Linked DNA regions of Mus musculus: regions 1, 2, 3 and 4 are each linked to region 5. A link is a contact called in public HiChIP or PLAC-seq and promoter capture Hi-C data. All regions are on one chromosome and are shown on one strand. The core of a region is the stretch at or near the end of the contact, and the rest is flanking DNA. Distances in the headings are between cores, read along the strand shown. Region 1 holds the start of Cep19 (centrosomal protein 19). Region 2 has its middle 25 kb from the start of Cep19. Region 3 holds the start of Fyttd1 (forty-two-three domain containing 1). Region 4 holds the start of Pak2 (p21 (RAC1) activated kinase 2). Region 5 holds the start of Tctex1d2 (Tctex1 domain containing 2).

Region 1 (2,701 bases), core at 2-2,501, 320 kb after region 5:
AATAAATAAATAAATCTTAAAAAAAAAAGAAAAATAGGAATAAAAGTGAGAGAAAGAGAAAATGAAATGTTCATCTAACTTCTATTCTTTTTTCTAGCTATATGTATGTCACATACATATATGCATAAATATAAATACATATATAGACTACAGTTTAGTTTTATCTCATACATACGGTTTCCTGTATTAAATGCAAATTTTATGGTTGCTAGGTAGATTTATCATATAGGATCACAGTCTGTATTCTCACCCTACTGACAGATGTGAGATTTTTACTCCTATGAGGTCAACCATAATAAAGTGCTGCCTTTCACATTGCTGGGCTTTGCCTTTGATCTGAGCCAATGCCCAGACACTATTCCCAGTTCACCTCACTAGAGTGTGATGTCAGTAAACTTTCCAGACACTATATGGTCTACAAACATAAGCAAAGGGCCACACTTGTGAATAGAGTCGATAATAACGTAAGGTCTTCACTAAAGAGTTTTCCTTTTAATTTATTATTATTATTGTTGTTGTTGTTTCAAGTCAGGATTTTCTGTGAAGCTCTCGCTGCCCTGGATTCACTCTGTAGACCAGGCTGGCCTCAAACTCAGAGATCTGACCGCCTCTACTTCCCGGGTGCTGAGATTAAAAGCATACACCACCACTACCTGGCCTTTTTTTTTTTTTGTTTTTGTCCATATTTCTTAATAGCATGTTTGTAGTGCTATATTACACTATCCTCCCACTTTCGAGACCCCATAACCTGCCTGCCGTTCAGCACCAGCACTAGGTCAGCTAACGCACTGGGAGGAATGACATTACATTTACCTAATGTATTTTTACCTGATATACTTTTCCTACTAGAGATTTGTTCCCCACAACACCGAAGGGAATACTGAGGTCCCGATTCATGTCCTCACCAATGCAAGGCGACCCTACTTACCCTTGAAGAAGTACAGGAAGTGCACATCTGAACAGCAGTGAGGGGGTGGTTTCCATCCTACTGCACTGCACAGAGGAGCTTAGGTCGACTTTGAGGCGAGGTGGAGCCTGACGCTGCAGGAAACGGCGATAGCCATAGCCTACAGGAATAACCATGGGGTGAACTCAGAGGCAGGGGGCTCAGCCCGCACGCATCCGGTTGTGGGCAGGAAGCGGGGCTGAGCGCGGGGAGTGCGGTCCTAAGGCAGCTCGCCCGGTCCAAGGGCCCACCTAGGCGCCCCGAGGATCGTTCCCAAGGCAACAGAAGGCTCTCAATTTGCGCTTGCGCAGCCTCTCGCCCCGCCCCGGCCGGGATGACGAGGGGCGGGGCCAGGGGGCTGGCCTCTCCGGAACCTGGAGTTGTAGGGAGATCCTAGGGTGGAAGTGTTAGCCGAGTTCTGTTCGGGTCATCGGGAAAGGTGAGCGCGCGCTCAGCGTGCTCAGATTCCTTCGGTGACCGCAGCTTGCCCCGAGCGCCCCTTTCGGGCGTCGGGCTCCGGCGTCCTGGCTGCCGGCGCTGTGGCCTGGCTGCTCCTTTGGGCAGCCTGGCTGGTCGGCAGGCTCGCCGCGGACTTCAGCGACGCCCCTTTCAGCGCTGGTAAAGGTCAGGGGGCTGAGCGAGTGTGTGCGGAGCTGGGGCGGAGGTGGGGAGCACCCGCGGCGCCTGGGGTACCCGAGGCCGGAGGAAGTTAGCAACAAAGGCCCTGTGCGCCCTTCCCTCCTTGTGATCTTTGCTGGGGGTCCCATCCCGGGCTTCAGAGCCGGGCTTTGTCTTTCCAAGGCGGGACTGGCCACGCTGTGACCCAAGTACGAAACAAGTACAGCAAGCCACGAAGTATCTTGGGGTGCTTATGGTTCCCCTGAAGATGCCTTGTGCTGCCTGAGAGGCAGTGAACCCTCGGCATCCAGCGAAGTGTGAGAATGCCCAAACAGCATGTATGGGAGAAGGGGTGAGGTGATGTGTTGTGTGACATACTTCCCAGGGACACACGCACGCACGCACACACGCACAACCTGCTCACTCCAGAAAGGTAACCTTTGTACCAGTGTCCAGTTTGGTAAACCAATGATTTTTTTTTTTTAATTGGGGCTACTATTAGAAATATGGGTGAGGGGCTACTTACTAGAAGCAAGGATAACTCAAAAGAAGCTGCATCAGTAGAAAGATAAAATGGGTGAGTCCTGAAAACTGCAACCCTGGAGCTCACTAAGCGACTTCCAGACAGCTCTTCAGTCCTAACACTAGTTTCCCCCCTCCCATCTCTTTTTCTCTGCAGTTTGCCCCCAGCAACTGTTGACTCGCTTTTATATTGTAGGACCCTCAAGCGTCTCCCAACTGCTTATTCTCCTGGCTTCATGTTGCTGAGTAACAGGTTTATCAGTGATTCACACTCTTATTTTAATGTTCTTCCCACACATTTCTTGCCAGTGTTTTAGAGCAGGGTACCTGGCTACTGAACCTTTAGGGTTTGTTTGTTTCTTAATATTTGATACTTGAGAAATGGTCTTTCTTGGAACTTGGTATGTAGACCAAACTGAGTGCTGGAACCAAAGGTGGTGCCATCTCACCAGTCTTGAACTTTTAGTCACTGAGTAATAATAGTTTTAGTGAATCATTTTATGAAGATTTCTGCTTATTCCAAGTGTGTAAGTGAACTCACTGAATCTTCATGTGCCCCTCATTTTCTTGCCTTTTTTTTTTTAAAAAAAAAGCCTCTCCCAACATCTTCACAAA
Region 2 (2,700 bases), core at 112-2,611, 300 kb after region 5:
AATTATTATAGCCTTGACAGGCAGCAATCTTCCTGCCTCAGCTTGCTGGATGCTGGGATTACAGCTATAGCTTGCATACCTGGCTAGTCTTACTGTCTATACTTACTATTTTTATCTTCTGTACATACTGTGAGCTTCCCAGTGTGTGGGAACACCTAGATGATCTTGCTTCTCAAACTTCTTAAGAGGTTTATCTAGCTCAACAAGAAACTGCATCCTGCTGACAAGTTCAGTACACTTGAGACCCATCCGATGGGTCTGAGCCCTACCCTTCTGTGAGAGTTCCAGGATCCACCTATGACAGAATCACCAGCATGGAATGTAGAGAGACTGTCTTACAGGCGACACCTGTCAATAAAAAAAGCTGATAGCCAATGAGCTGAGACAGGAACCAGGAGGTGGGACACTGGAAGGAAGAGAGAGAATTCTGGGAAATAGAGAATAAAGAGTCTCATGGAGAGACACTGTAGGGAGACACTGAGGAAGAAGTAGGTTGGGACTGAAGGAGCGATAGCTAACCATGTGGAAGACATAGAATAGTTTGAATGGGTTCAATAACTTATGAGCTACTCTGTGAGCTTAAGGCAAAGTCATCTAATTATAAATAATTAGTCTCAGAGTCGTCATTTCAGGACTAAGGGGCTAAGAGTAGAAAAATGGATTTTTTTAAATGGACCCCCCAACCCCCCTCCCCCGTCTTAAGTGCCTCCCAGATGGGCTGGAATTCCCCTTCCTGAGTTCCCAAATCAAAGGACATCAAGCAGAGAGGACAGGGCTAAAGAAAGATTAGATGTTACTGAGCATAACAAAGGGAACAGCCCACGGGTTTCTTGATATCGGTCAAGTGGTGTTTTAGAGAAATCGCTTCGTCAGCCCACCCGCACATCCTCAAACCTGAGGGTTACATGAGACACGGGGTCTTCTGTGATTTCAGCGGCATGAGCCTGAGGCGCATCAACCTTTAGGAGCATGCATTCGTTATTTCAGCTTATTTTATGTGTGAACACACGGAAATACCCTTGATTCCTTGCCCTTCTGTGTTTGCCAAGGAGGAAATGGCCACTCACTCACTCAGGAAACATCTACAGTTCCCATCTCCAGCTCTGTGCCAAGTGCTGCTTAGCTCTGGGGATACACACAGCTTGGGGCTGGGGCTTCCTTTGTTTGGTTTTCTTATTGGTTGTCACTTATAAATCCTCTCTCCTTGTCTGCATCTCTGGTCCCTGCACTGTTTGACTCCTCAGCATCCTTGAGAGCCAAGAACTGACTTGTGCTGGCTGAGGTACTCTGTCGTATGTGGGCAATAGCAGGGAAGGTGTGTGTAGTAATGTCGTCCCTCTTCTGTCCCTTGAGATTTCTTAATCAGTGAGGTCCCCAGAGAGGCGTCAGTTTCTGTTCCTGTGTGATCTGTGCATTTGCTTCGTAATGTAACACAGTTGCCTCTTTTTATTTTCGGTTCCAAAGCTGGGTGACACAGAACACCAAACTGTCACAGATTTAGTCATCACACAGGTATCTGAGTCCAAGTTCTCTGAATCATAAAGAAGTTAAACAATAGCAGTTTATCCTGATACCAGACCATGGCCTCTTCACCCTTAGACCTAGTCTTCACTCGCCTGTGCTTTCCGCTGTGTCCATTTACATTATATAAGTAAGTTTTTAAATGTGAGGGGGAAATCTTCTTTACAGAATTTTGGTAATGTAGACAATGCCCTTGAGGTGAAGTTTGACCCCTTCCCGCTCCCCTCCTCCACCCAGCTTCCTCAGTTTCCTAAGTACAGGGCTGGAGTTAATGACTCGTTTCAAAAGAACAGAATATTAGTCTGGGCGTGGTGGCGCACACCTTTAATCCCAGCACTCGGGAGGCAGAGGCAGGCAGATTTCTGAGTTTGAGGCCAGTCTGGTCTACAAAGTGAGTTCCAGGACAGCCAGGGCTACACAGAGAAACCCTGTCTCGAAAAACAAAAACAAAAACAAAAACAAACAAACAAAAAAGAACAGAATGTTAAAAGAGAAAGGCAGGCAGGAGAGGGACAGCTCTGTAGCTGAGTGCATCCTGCTCATCCAGGGAGCCCTGAATCAGATTCCTAGCACCCACACACAGGCACCTCACAACAGCCTGTAATTCCAGCTCCAAGGGGATCTCCTGCCTTCTTCTGGCCTATACATGCATGAACACACACATGCACACACTCAAATAAATAATGAAAATAAATCTCTTGGGAGTGTTTTGTTTTCTTAAGTCAAGGTTTCTCTGTGTAGCCTTGGATGTCATGGAAGTCACTCTGTAGATCAGGCTGGCCTTGAGGGTGTTCTGGGATCTGCCTTTGCCTCCTGAGCTCTGGGATCAAAGATGTATGTGACCACAGTCCAGCACTGCTGATTTCTAACAGAGACTAGTCATAAGAAAAACATAAAATAACTCCAAACTGAGGTGTTCTATAAACTATCAGATCAATAGTTCTTACATTTATCATGGTCATAAAGAACAAGGAAAGACAGAAACTAAACTAAATGCAATATAGTATTCTGGATTAGATTCTGAACAAGTCCCTAGTGAAACTCTGGTAAAATCTAGTTTATGCTGGGGTTAACCAATGCAGTTAACAGTACATGGATGCTGTTTTTCAGATTTGACAAATGTATTACAGAAACAAACTAGGTAAGGAATTTTCTGTACTATCCTTAAAACTTTTCTAT
Region 3 (2,700 bases), core at 27-2,526, 460 kb before region 5:
TCCTTTCAGAGCTGTGTGGTTCCTGGGCACCAGTGTCTCAGGATGCCCTTCCACTGGGACACCTGCTCCCCTCTTCAGCTGTATGGTCCCTGGGCTTCTGAGGCCCAGGATAGCCTTCCATTAGAAAAGAAACACAAGTTCAGTATTCAGGTATTTTAAAATATCCAAGAGGGGCAGTGTGGTGAGAAGAGACCCGGAAAGAGGAAAAAGAAAGAGAGCACTGATTCTATCCAGTACCATACATAACTTGACTCTACAAAAGAAAAAAAAAGAAAAGAAAAGAAGGAATTACTTTTGGATTTGCTAAGCCAAACCAAACAGAAGCCCTCATACTGTTGGATTGGAATTATTTTTTTTTTCGAAAATAAAAAACAATCCTCATGCTTTTCTTACATAATCATCAGCAAACCACGGCATCCTTTTTATGTACACGGGACCCCATGTTCTACCTGACATTTTATCAATCTGCGTACATCTCTCCCTCCCCACCCCCAACTGGCTAACTTTGAAACCGTGCTAGAGAACACGCTTCAGTAAACACCTAATCAAACTCAGTAATACGGTTCACGCTTAACGACCCCTCCGAGCGGCCGTTCAGGGACCGCGTCCGGGACCCCCGGCGTTCCCAGGGGAGGCGCCGGTTGGAAATCGCCCGTGCCCAGCGCACTTCTGGGCATTCACACCAGACAAGCTATTCTCGCGGTTGCTGGCTTTAGTCAGTTGCAGCCCCAGGCTGGTTCTAAGACCCTTTAAAAGGAAAAGCCCCGGGTGGGTGAGCACACGCCGGCCCGGGTAGCCCAAGAGACTCCGTCCTGCGGGGAAAGAAGACAGCAGCTACGGACCCTGCGGACCGCCGGGCCCGGCCAGTCCTTGTTACGACCCCTCCCTACCCCCGGGGGTGGGACACACCGGGGTCGCTCCCGTCCCATCGGGGGGGGGGGGTCCTCGCCGGTTCCGCCCACGCGCGACCAAACCGGACAGGCAACCGCGGTCAACCGCCCCTTCCCCCACCGTGCCTCCCGCCCCCTCCCCCCACCACGACGCGGCCACCCTGGTCTCTCACCCAGGGACATATCGATTTTGTCCAGGTTCTCATTGCTTCGTGCTTTCGGTGGCGGCGGCGGGGTCGCCGTGGCTCCTACCAACCGGGTGCCAAACCGGTTCATGACTGGGGTTGCGGCGTCGGAGCAGTCAGCCGGGAAGGCCAGAGTCGCAGGCCCGCCGCCTCCCACTCACGCACGCAGACTAGCTGCAGCGCAGAGCGCGCACGCGCGCCGGCGGCGTCCTCGCCCTCCCACCTCCCAGCAGCGGGCGGGGGAGAGGGACTACCGAGACGAGCTGCGGGCGGCTAGAGCGGCCCACGCGAAACTGGCGCCTAGCGGCCCTTACCGGTGCGGGGCGCCGTCCTGGAGCCTCAGCCCAGGGCGCCGGGAATAGCGGCTGTCCTAGCGCCTCGACGGTCCACACCATTGGCAGCGCCTCCGAAACCGAGTCTGAACGACTAGCCTGGCCCTGCTGTTCCGGCCCGTCCTGCTGCGGAAAGGCCCGGCACGCCCCTCTGCAGTGCAGCCTACGGAGGCTGGACAGACCCCTGCGAGCCGAGATTGCAGCGATGGGTCCCAGCTCCCCTGTCCCTGAGTTGCCACGTCTGATAGCAAAGGCTGCAGTGACAGTTCTTGAGTCACCTTAACAATAAAAGTAAATGCTAATGTATCTGTGCCTTGTCTCAGTTGGCACTCTATAAACATTTGGCACGGTACTAGCTACCTTAGTAAGACCTCATCTTCCCTTGGGAGGGTAAGTACTTCTGTTTATTTGGTTGCGTTTTTCTATTACTCAATTGAGTGGCGAAATATATATATTTTCCTTAATCGTCTTTATAGAAAAACTTAATGTTTCCATTCCAGCTTAATAATTCGTTTCCCCTTTACGAAATGTTATTCCCCCCCCCCCTTTTTTTTTTACTTTATTTTCTACAACGCACCTGCGTGGAAGCATGCCTGTTATTCCATCCCCCACATAACAGCTCAAAACCATCTCAGGCATTTTCATCTAAGGAAAAAAAAACAGCGTCAAGTGTTCTGTTCGTGTAGAAATCTCTGCCACCGTTTTCTTCACTTCCTAAAATTTCTTTAGTAGAGACCTGAGCTAGCTTTGTAGTGACCCAAGAAATCTGAAAACCACACTATCCTATATTTAATTTAGTAATGTCACAATCCATGTGATTTGCAAATTCAACAGCCGTGACACATTTTACTATTTTTTGCTTGGAGCTTCCATACTTTAAAACACTTCATATCATGTACAATTGCATCTATTAATAACATATTTTCTAACTTTTACCAGCTGAGACCTGGTTATATTGTATCTACCCTTTTTAGTAAAGATTGTGACAGCTATTGATCCATCTTAAAACTACATACTAATGCTTCTTACGATATGGTTAAAAGAAAAGGCCACTCTTAATTCGTGATTCCATCCAAAAGCATGATGTTTTGGGGTGTTTGATGAATCATAGTAGTCTTATCTTGAGGAAATGTATAATTTTCTATTGAGAATTTGAGAAATACAATCCCTTATTCTCAAAAGTCAAGTTGGGCCAGGTGTGTTTTGCAGTGCCTTTAATTGCAATACTCGGGAGGCAAAGAATAGTGAGTGAATTTCTGTAAGCTGTAAACAAGCCAGGTCATAGTTCCAGGA
Region 4 (2,700 bases), core at 109-2,608, 340 kb after region 5:
ACAGTACTTTTTTTTTCTTTTCGAGACAGGGTTTCTCTCTATATAGTCCTGGCGGTCCTGAAACTCACTTTGTAGACCAGGCTGGCCTCGAACTCAGAAATTCGCCTGCCTCTGCCTCCCAAGTGCTAGGATTAAAGGAGTATGCCACCTCGCCCAACTACTACAGTACTTTCTAATATACCCATCTTACACCAAGGTGCAGCTACATAAGTCTTGTGGTTTTGGTTGTGAGCCTAGCCTTCATCTCTCACTGACCGTGGCAATCCTCTTCCTACTTGTAATCCTTTCCCCTCAGTTCTTCCGAGTTCCTTTTTCTGTTTTAACTGCCACCTTCTCTGTCCACTCTGTCCACGGTAATCCCTCAGCTTTTTCCCCACCTTGTAACAGGTATCAGTGTTTTGGTTTTTATGTTTTCATACGTTTTTTTGGTTGTTTTTTTTCTGAGACAGGGTTTCTCTGTATAGCCCTGGCTTTCCTGGAACTCACTCTGTAGACCAGTCTGGCCTCGAACTCAGAAATCTGCCTGCCTCTGCCTCCCGAGTTCTGGGATTAAAGGCGTGCGCCACCACCGTTTTCATGTTTTTAACCTTTACAAAGACTAGGTGAAGCATGTTCATTTCTGGTACCTAAATGGTCTTTTGTAGATATTAGATATTGACATAGTTGTGGAATAAGAATACATGAATTAACTCCTCCATTGATAAAATACAGAAAAATAAAAAAATCTTTGTTTTGCAAAGAGGGAGGACCTAATTTAGCAGCATAATCTGATTCAACTTAATCTGGTTAAATTTGTAGGAAAAAAAAAAGCGGTGGCGTCGCATTCCTTTAATCGAGGCCAGCCTGGTCTTCAAAGTGAGTTCCAGGACAGCCAGGGCTATACAGAGAAACCCTGCCTCCAAAAAACCAAACCAAACCAAACCAAACCAAAAAACAAAGTGAGCTGGGCAGTACCTCTTCAGGAGGCAGAAGCAGGAGGATCTCTAGTTCAAAGTCAGCCTGGACTACAGAGTGAGTTCCAGGACAGCCAGGACTCGAAAAGCCATCCCTCCCCACAAAACACCAATTGGTGAATGGATACATTCTCAGAAACAAAGACCCTCTACACACAAATATGTTTGGATCAGCTGTTCTCCGTCAGCTTTGTCAGTAGGTAAACCGTAACTGCAGACAATGCAGAATGCTGATAAATGAGGGACAGGTTTTCTCTGTAACGCCCACTGTCCTGAGTCTCCCTAACAGATGACTAGACTACGGTTCCCAGCCGCCCTGTGAAAGCCCGCCCCTCGGGTCATGACGCCACTTTCAGGGCGGGGCTGTCTTACGGCCCCGCCCCGCGCCCCCGCCGCCGCCCTCCCCCAGGGTTGTGGCCACGCGCAGCGGCAGCGGTTGTTCCGCTTCCCCTCCGGCCCGGGCCGTCGCCATTGCCGAAGGCTCCTGCCCTCCCCTCCCTGGCCCAAGGGGTTCTGCGCCTCACGGCCTCGGTAGCGACGGCCGCGCCCCGCGCCGCTCCCCTCCGCCCTGCCCTCCTCCCTCTCAGCGCCCCAGCGCAGTGCTCGCCCGCGTCGGCCAAGCAGCCCGCCCTGGGTCGGGCGGAGACCTTTCCTCTCTGGTAAGTGCGGTTGCCGCTCGCCCGGGCCGGGCCGGGCCGGGCCGAGCCGCCGCCCTCCTCCCGCCTCCGCGGCCTGGGCCCAGCGGCCCGGGACGCCAGCACCTGCGGGCGGGCCCGCGGCTCCGGGCGGTGGCTCATTGTCTGCGCCCTGGCTCTAAGCTTCGGCCGAGAGGAAGCTTGCTGGGCTGTGGGGACCCTGGCCACTCCGGCCGTCCTTGCCCTTCTCTCCCGCCGGCGCTGCACCGGACGACTCGGGTTTGTTCCTGGATGTTCCCTCCTTTACCAGCTGCGTTCTCTGCAGTCTCGTCGCTCGGGAATCCTGTCGCGAGCTCCTTAAGTTCAGTGTGTAAACTCTTCCTCCTCCTCCACATTAGGAAAAAGTTTTTGCCGGGCTCTGGGAGCCTGCGTTTAAGAACAGAAGTTAAGGATCTTACGGTTTTTGCTTGATCTTTAGCCAGGAGGTGAATATTTGCTTCTTAAGGTTAACTTGGGCTGAGGTTGGCTTTTCACCATGTTTGGCTGTCTGAAACACGCGCGCCCTCACAAGAAAAAAAAAAAGTTGCTGCAAATAACTTAATGGACTCAGCCTTTTGATTAGTTCTAGATCAAGTCGTCCAAGACAGAAGTGTGTTAAATAATTGCCATTGTGGCTTGATGGGAAGGAGGCTCTCTCCATCCCCTGTCTTAATAGAACTAGGTAGAGTGGAAGTGAGATTTGTTTCCTCTTTGACAAATCACCAACTCCCATCGATAGCCGCCAGGTTCTTCTTTACAAGTGACCTGTAGATTTTCCAGCTTTTCGTTTCTAACCTTTTAAAAAAAGACAACCAAACCGGTTAGGCCCAAAATTAGACAACGACGAGCTGAGCTGTGTTTTGGGTGAAGGTTGTGCACGTCACGTTTTTCCCCTGCTGTATTCGACTCTTCCGCTCTTATAAAGTAGGCAGGATATTGAAATAAATACACAAGAATTTGCTCTGGGGATTTTTTTTTTTTTTTTTTTGGTAGAGCTATCCAAAAGAATAGTATGAATAAAATTAGGTTGGGATGAAGGCAGTGAGTAGTAATTTTTAAAACAGGTTAGGGCA
Region 5 (2,700 bases), core at 161-2,660:
TGTGAAAACGGCTTCGTGAAGCTGCTATGGAAATATAGCCACTCTCCCCTACCTTGTTTGTTGTTGGGTTGTTTTTTTTTTAAGGATTTACTTATTTTATGTCTATGGGTATTTTGTTTGCATGTGTGACTAAGTACCACATGCAACCTCTGCCCACAGAGGCCAGAAGACAGCATCTGATCTTCATGTGGGTGCTGGGAACTCAACCGCAGGCCTCTGGAGGAGTAGTCAGTGCTGTTAACCACTGAGAAATATCTCCAGCCCTCCACCATGATTTTGAGACAGGGTATCTCACTGGGATTTGCAGATGAAGCCAGGATGGCTAGCCAGGGAGTCCTAGAGTCTTGTTTCTCTATTACTGGGACCAAATTCCCATCACCGGGATTACAGTGTACGACGACTTTTTACAGGGGTGCAGGAATTGAACTCAGGTCTTCATGCTTTCAGAGCAAGCAGTGACAGACTGAGCTATCTCTACAGCCCTTCACCAACCAGTTGCATACCCTGGGGACAAAAAAATCCTCTCTTGGGCGCAGTGAGATGGCTAGCTGGTAAAGGGCCTTGTACCCAAACCTGATACCTGGGTTCAATCTCCAGGATCCACATAGTTCAAGAACAGAACAGAACCAATTCCCCAAAGTTATCCCTTGATCCTAAGTAGCATGCATACACCCAAACACTCAGCCACACCCACAAGCACACGAACCTTTTTTTTTCTTTTGTAAGATGAAGTTAGTGATGTATATGTCCTATAGTCTGAACTGACCGCCCTCTTCTAGCAACCTAAGGTGGCGATCGACGCTATATGAAAAGGGCTTTGTAAAGACACAAGTCGGGTGCCAGAAGTAAGCATATCCTTCCTGGCACAGGTATGCACACAGTAACCATAGGAGTACAGCTTGTAAGCCGCTTGTTTCCAGCTTCTATTTTTCCTGTCCCGCGTGCGCACCCCCTAAAGCCTCCAAGAAGTCAACCACTTCCACAGCGCCAGTTTAGGCTCCCGGTAAGACCTGCTAGTCAGACTGCAGAATTCCGTGATGGAGAAATCACTACGTCGGAATGCATAAACCCGCCCAATCCCTTCCCCAGCCCGGCCCCTCTCCGTGTCTCCTTAGGGAAGCTCACGCATCCAAAAGCCCCGGCCCCATCCCCACATCGCCCTCCGTGCCCTGTCTGCTACGCGCCTTTGCTGGAAAATGGGCCTCAGAATGTAGGTGTTCTCAGGCTCCCCTGAGTTCTTGTCGACCTCACTCAAGCCCTCGGAGTGAGCCGATAAGGACAGGCCGCGGAAGGACACAGCCATATCCCTGCGTCTGGTCCAACAGATCTCTAGAAGGAAGTGTGGTCGGTTGCGGCTCCGAAGATCCCGGCACAGGTCGCTAGGGCAACGGGTCTCACACGTGACGTGTGGTGACCACCGCTGCGCCTGCGCACTGGCTGGAGGCCGTGAGCCCGCTGGGAAATGAGTACCAAACCGAGACCAGGACTTTTTAAGAGAAGTTAGGCAACCGACCACTTGCCACTGAGAGGCAGACCAAACCAGACCTAACTTCCTTTTTTTTTTCTTCCTATTTTTTTGAGACAGGATGCAAATAGCTCAGACTGGCCTCTAATTCCTGCCTCCATCTCCCCAGGTTTGGGATAACAGAGTTATCGGTGCCAAGTTCTATGGGTGCTGGAACTAGAACGCTACTGGGTCACAACTGCACACCGTCCCTTCTGGGTTTGGACAACTTGTGAGTTAAAAGTAGGAAACAAGTAGAATTTATATGTAATTTTGCTTTGTTTCCAGACAGGGTTTCTCTAAATCCTCTTGACTGTCTTGGAACTGACTCTGTAGACCATACTGGTTTCAAACGCCCAGAGAGCCACTTGCCTCTGGCTTCTAAATGCTGAGATTACAGGTGTTGGCCACCAAACAGACCCAGCACACATTTTTGTTTGCTTGTTTTTATTTTACATTTTTGTTATACAATATATTCTTAACATGCTTTCCATCTCTACCCCCTTGTGAGGTTCAAAGGAAACTCTAAACTACAAAAGATAGCCCAAATATCCAGATATAAGCTCAAAGTGGAGTAGAGTATTTCTAGCTGTGAGATAAAAGCCCGCATTGCTCAGGAAATTGTGAGACCAATTCCCTTACCTCTGGTAGAAGGGACATAAGCCTACTCAGGCTTATGTGAAGGTATCAAAACACATGCTGGCTTTCCTGAAAGATAGCCTTGACCACATCCAGTCTCCTGTCTATGTTCTAAGTCTACTTCTTTCCCTCTGTACTCTCGACTATTTCAGATGTCTCTGGCTCTTCTCTTTTTGTTTTTTGTTTTTTTAAAGATTTATTTATTTATTATATGAAAGTACACCGTAGCTGTCCAGAAGAGGGAGTCAGATCTTGTTACAGATGGTTGTGAGCCACCATGTGGTTGCTGGGATTTGAACTCCGGACCTTCGGGAGAGCAGTAGGGTGCTCTTACCCACTGAGCCATCTCACCAGCCTGTTTTTTGTTTTTTTGAGACAGGGTTTCTCTGTGTAGCCCTGGCTGTCCTGGAACTCACTCTATAGACCAGGCTGGCCTCGAACTCAGAAATCTGCCTGCCTCTGCCTCCCAAGTGTTGGGATTAAAAGCGTATGCCATCACCGCCCAGCCTGGGGGTTGGGGGGCGGGGAGGGGGCGGCAAGCCGGGCATGGTAGCACA

The links. Promoter capture Hi-C pulls out the DNA fragments that hold promoters and counts their contacts. HiChIP or PLAC-seq counts read pairs in DNA pulled down with a chosen protein or histone mark. Capture Hi-C pulls out chosen DNA fragments and counts their contacts.
Region 1: a contact with region 5 is called in a promoter capture Hi-C map of adipose tissue, with 2.9 times the contacts expected there. The contact joins the promoter of Cep19 here to the promoter of Tctex1d2 in region 5. A contact is called at or near these places in 17 of 39 promoter capture datasets (the 3T3-L1 cell line, 3T3-L1-derived adipocytes, the C10 cell line and 11 more), 1 of 15 datasets of contacts at CTCF or cohesin (the NIH/3T3 cell line), 1 of 484 Hi-C or Micro-C datasets (forebrain), 11 of 115 datasets of contacts at active chromatin or transcription factors (the HPC-7 cell line, the NIH/3T3 cell line, the SCID.adh cell line and 8 more) and 3 of 9 other capture datasets (adipose tissue, liver and pancreatic islet).
Region 2: an H3K27ac HiChIP or PLAC-seq map of embryonic stem cells shows a contact between it and region 5, with 5 read pairs. The contact joins the enhancer-like site here to the promoter of Tctex1d2 in region 5. A contact is called at or near these places in 11 of 39 promoter capture datasets (the 3T3-L1 cell line, 3T3-L1-derived adipocytes, the C10 cell line and 7 more), 1 of 484 Hi-C or Micro-C datasets (cortical neurons) and 5 of 115 datasets of contacts at active chromatin or transcription factors (the HPC-7 cell line, the NIH/3T3 cell line, embryonic midbrain and 2 more).
Region 3: a contact with region 5 is called in an HNF4G HiChIP or PLAC-seq map of pancreatic cancer cells. The contact joins the promoter of Fyttd1 here to the promoter of Tctex1d2 in region 5. A contact is called at or near these places in 6 of 39 promoter capture datasets (the 3T3-L1 cell line, cranial neural crest, hippocampal neurons and 2 more), 1 of 115 datasets of contacts at active chromatin or transcription factors (pancreatic cancer cells) and 1 of 9 other capture datasets (liver).
Region 4: a contact with region 5 is called in a promoter capture Hi-C map of neutrophils, with 4 times the contacts expected there. The contact joins the promoter of Pak2 here to the promoter of Tctex1d2 in region 5. A contact is called at or near these places in 11 of 39 promoter capture datasets (the C10 cell line, cranial neural crest, embryonic stem cells and 7 more), 1 of 484 Hi-C or Micro-C datasets (embryonic stem cells), 4 of 115 datasets of contacts at active chromatin or transcription factors (embryonic stem cells, extraembryonic endoderm stem cells, large pre-B cells and 1 more) and 1 of 9 other capture datasets (adipose tissue).

Annotation. Positions count from the first base shown.
Region 1 is chr16:32,098,339-32,101,039 of GRCm38.p6, reverse strand. Cep19 (centrosomal protein 19) reads right to left here and starts at 1,251. Exons shown (of 4, transcript NM_025892.3): 1 at 929-1,251. Pigx (phosphatidylinositol glycan anchor biosynthesis, class X) reads left to right here and starts at 1,313. Exons shown (of 6, transcript NM_024464.3): 1 at 1,313-1,570. The coding sequence starts at 1,471.
Region 2 is chr16:32,123,257-32,125,956 of GRCm38.p6, reverse strand. No RefSeq gene overlaps it. Among named protein-coding and RNA genes, the nearest start is that of Cep19, 25 kb to the right of the region's middle. Within about 2 kb of position 1,361, at least 92 of the 459 cell types and tissues checked have an H3K27ac peak or open chromatin away from gene starts, as enhancers often do. A contact at or near this core is called in embryonic stem cells and pre-B cells, where this site is marked.
Region 3 is chr16:32,876,360-32,879,059 of GRCm38.p6, reverse strand. It overlaps Fyttd1 (forty-two-three domain containing 1), which reads right to left and starts at 1,276. Exons shown (of 9, transcript NM_027226.4): 1 at 1,064-1,276. The coding sequence starts at 1,166. It also overlaps a transcript of Rubcn not described here.
Region 4 is chr16:32,078,000-32,080,699 of GRCm38.p6, reverse strand. It overlaps Pak2 (p21 (RAC1) activated kinase 2), which reads left to right and starts at 1,358. Exons shown (of 15, transcript NM_177326.3): 1 at 1,358-1,612.
Region 5 is chr16:32,418,412-32,421,111 of GRCm38.p6, reverse strand. Tctex1d2 (Tctex1 domain containing 2) reads right to left here and starts at 1,410. Exons shown (of 5, transcript NM_025329.4): 1 at 1,185-1,410. The coding sequence starts at 1,303.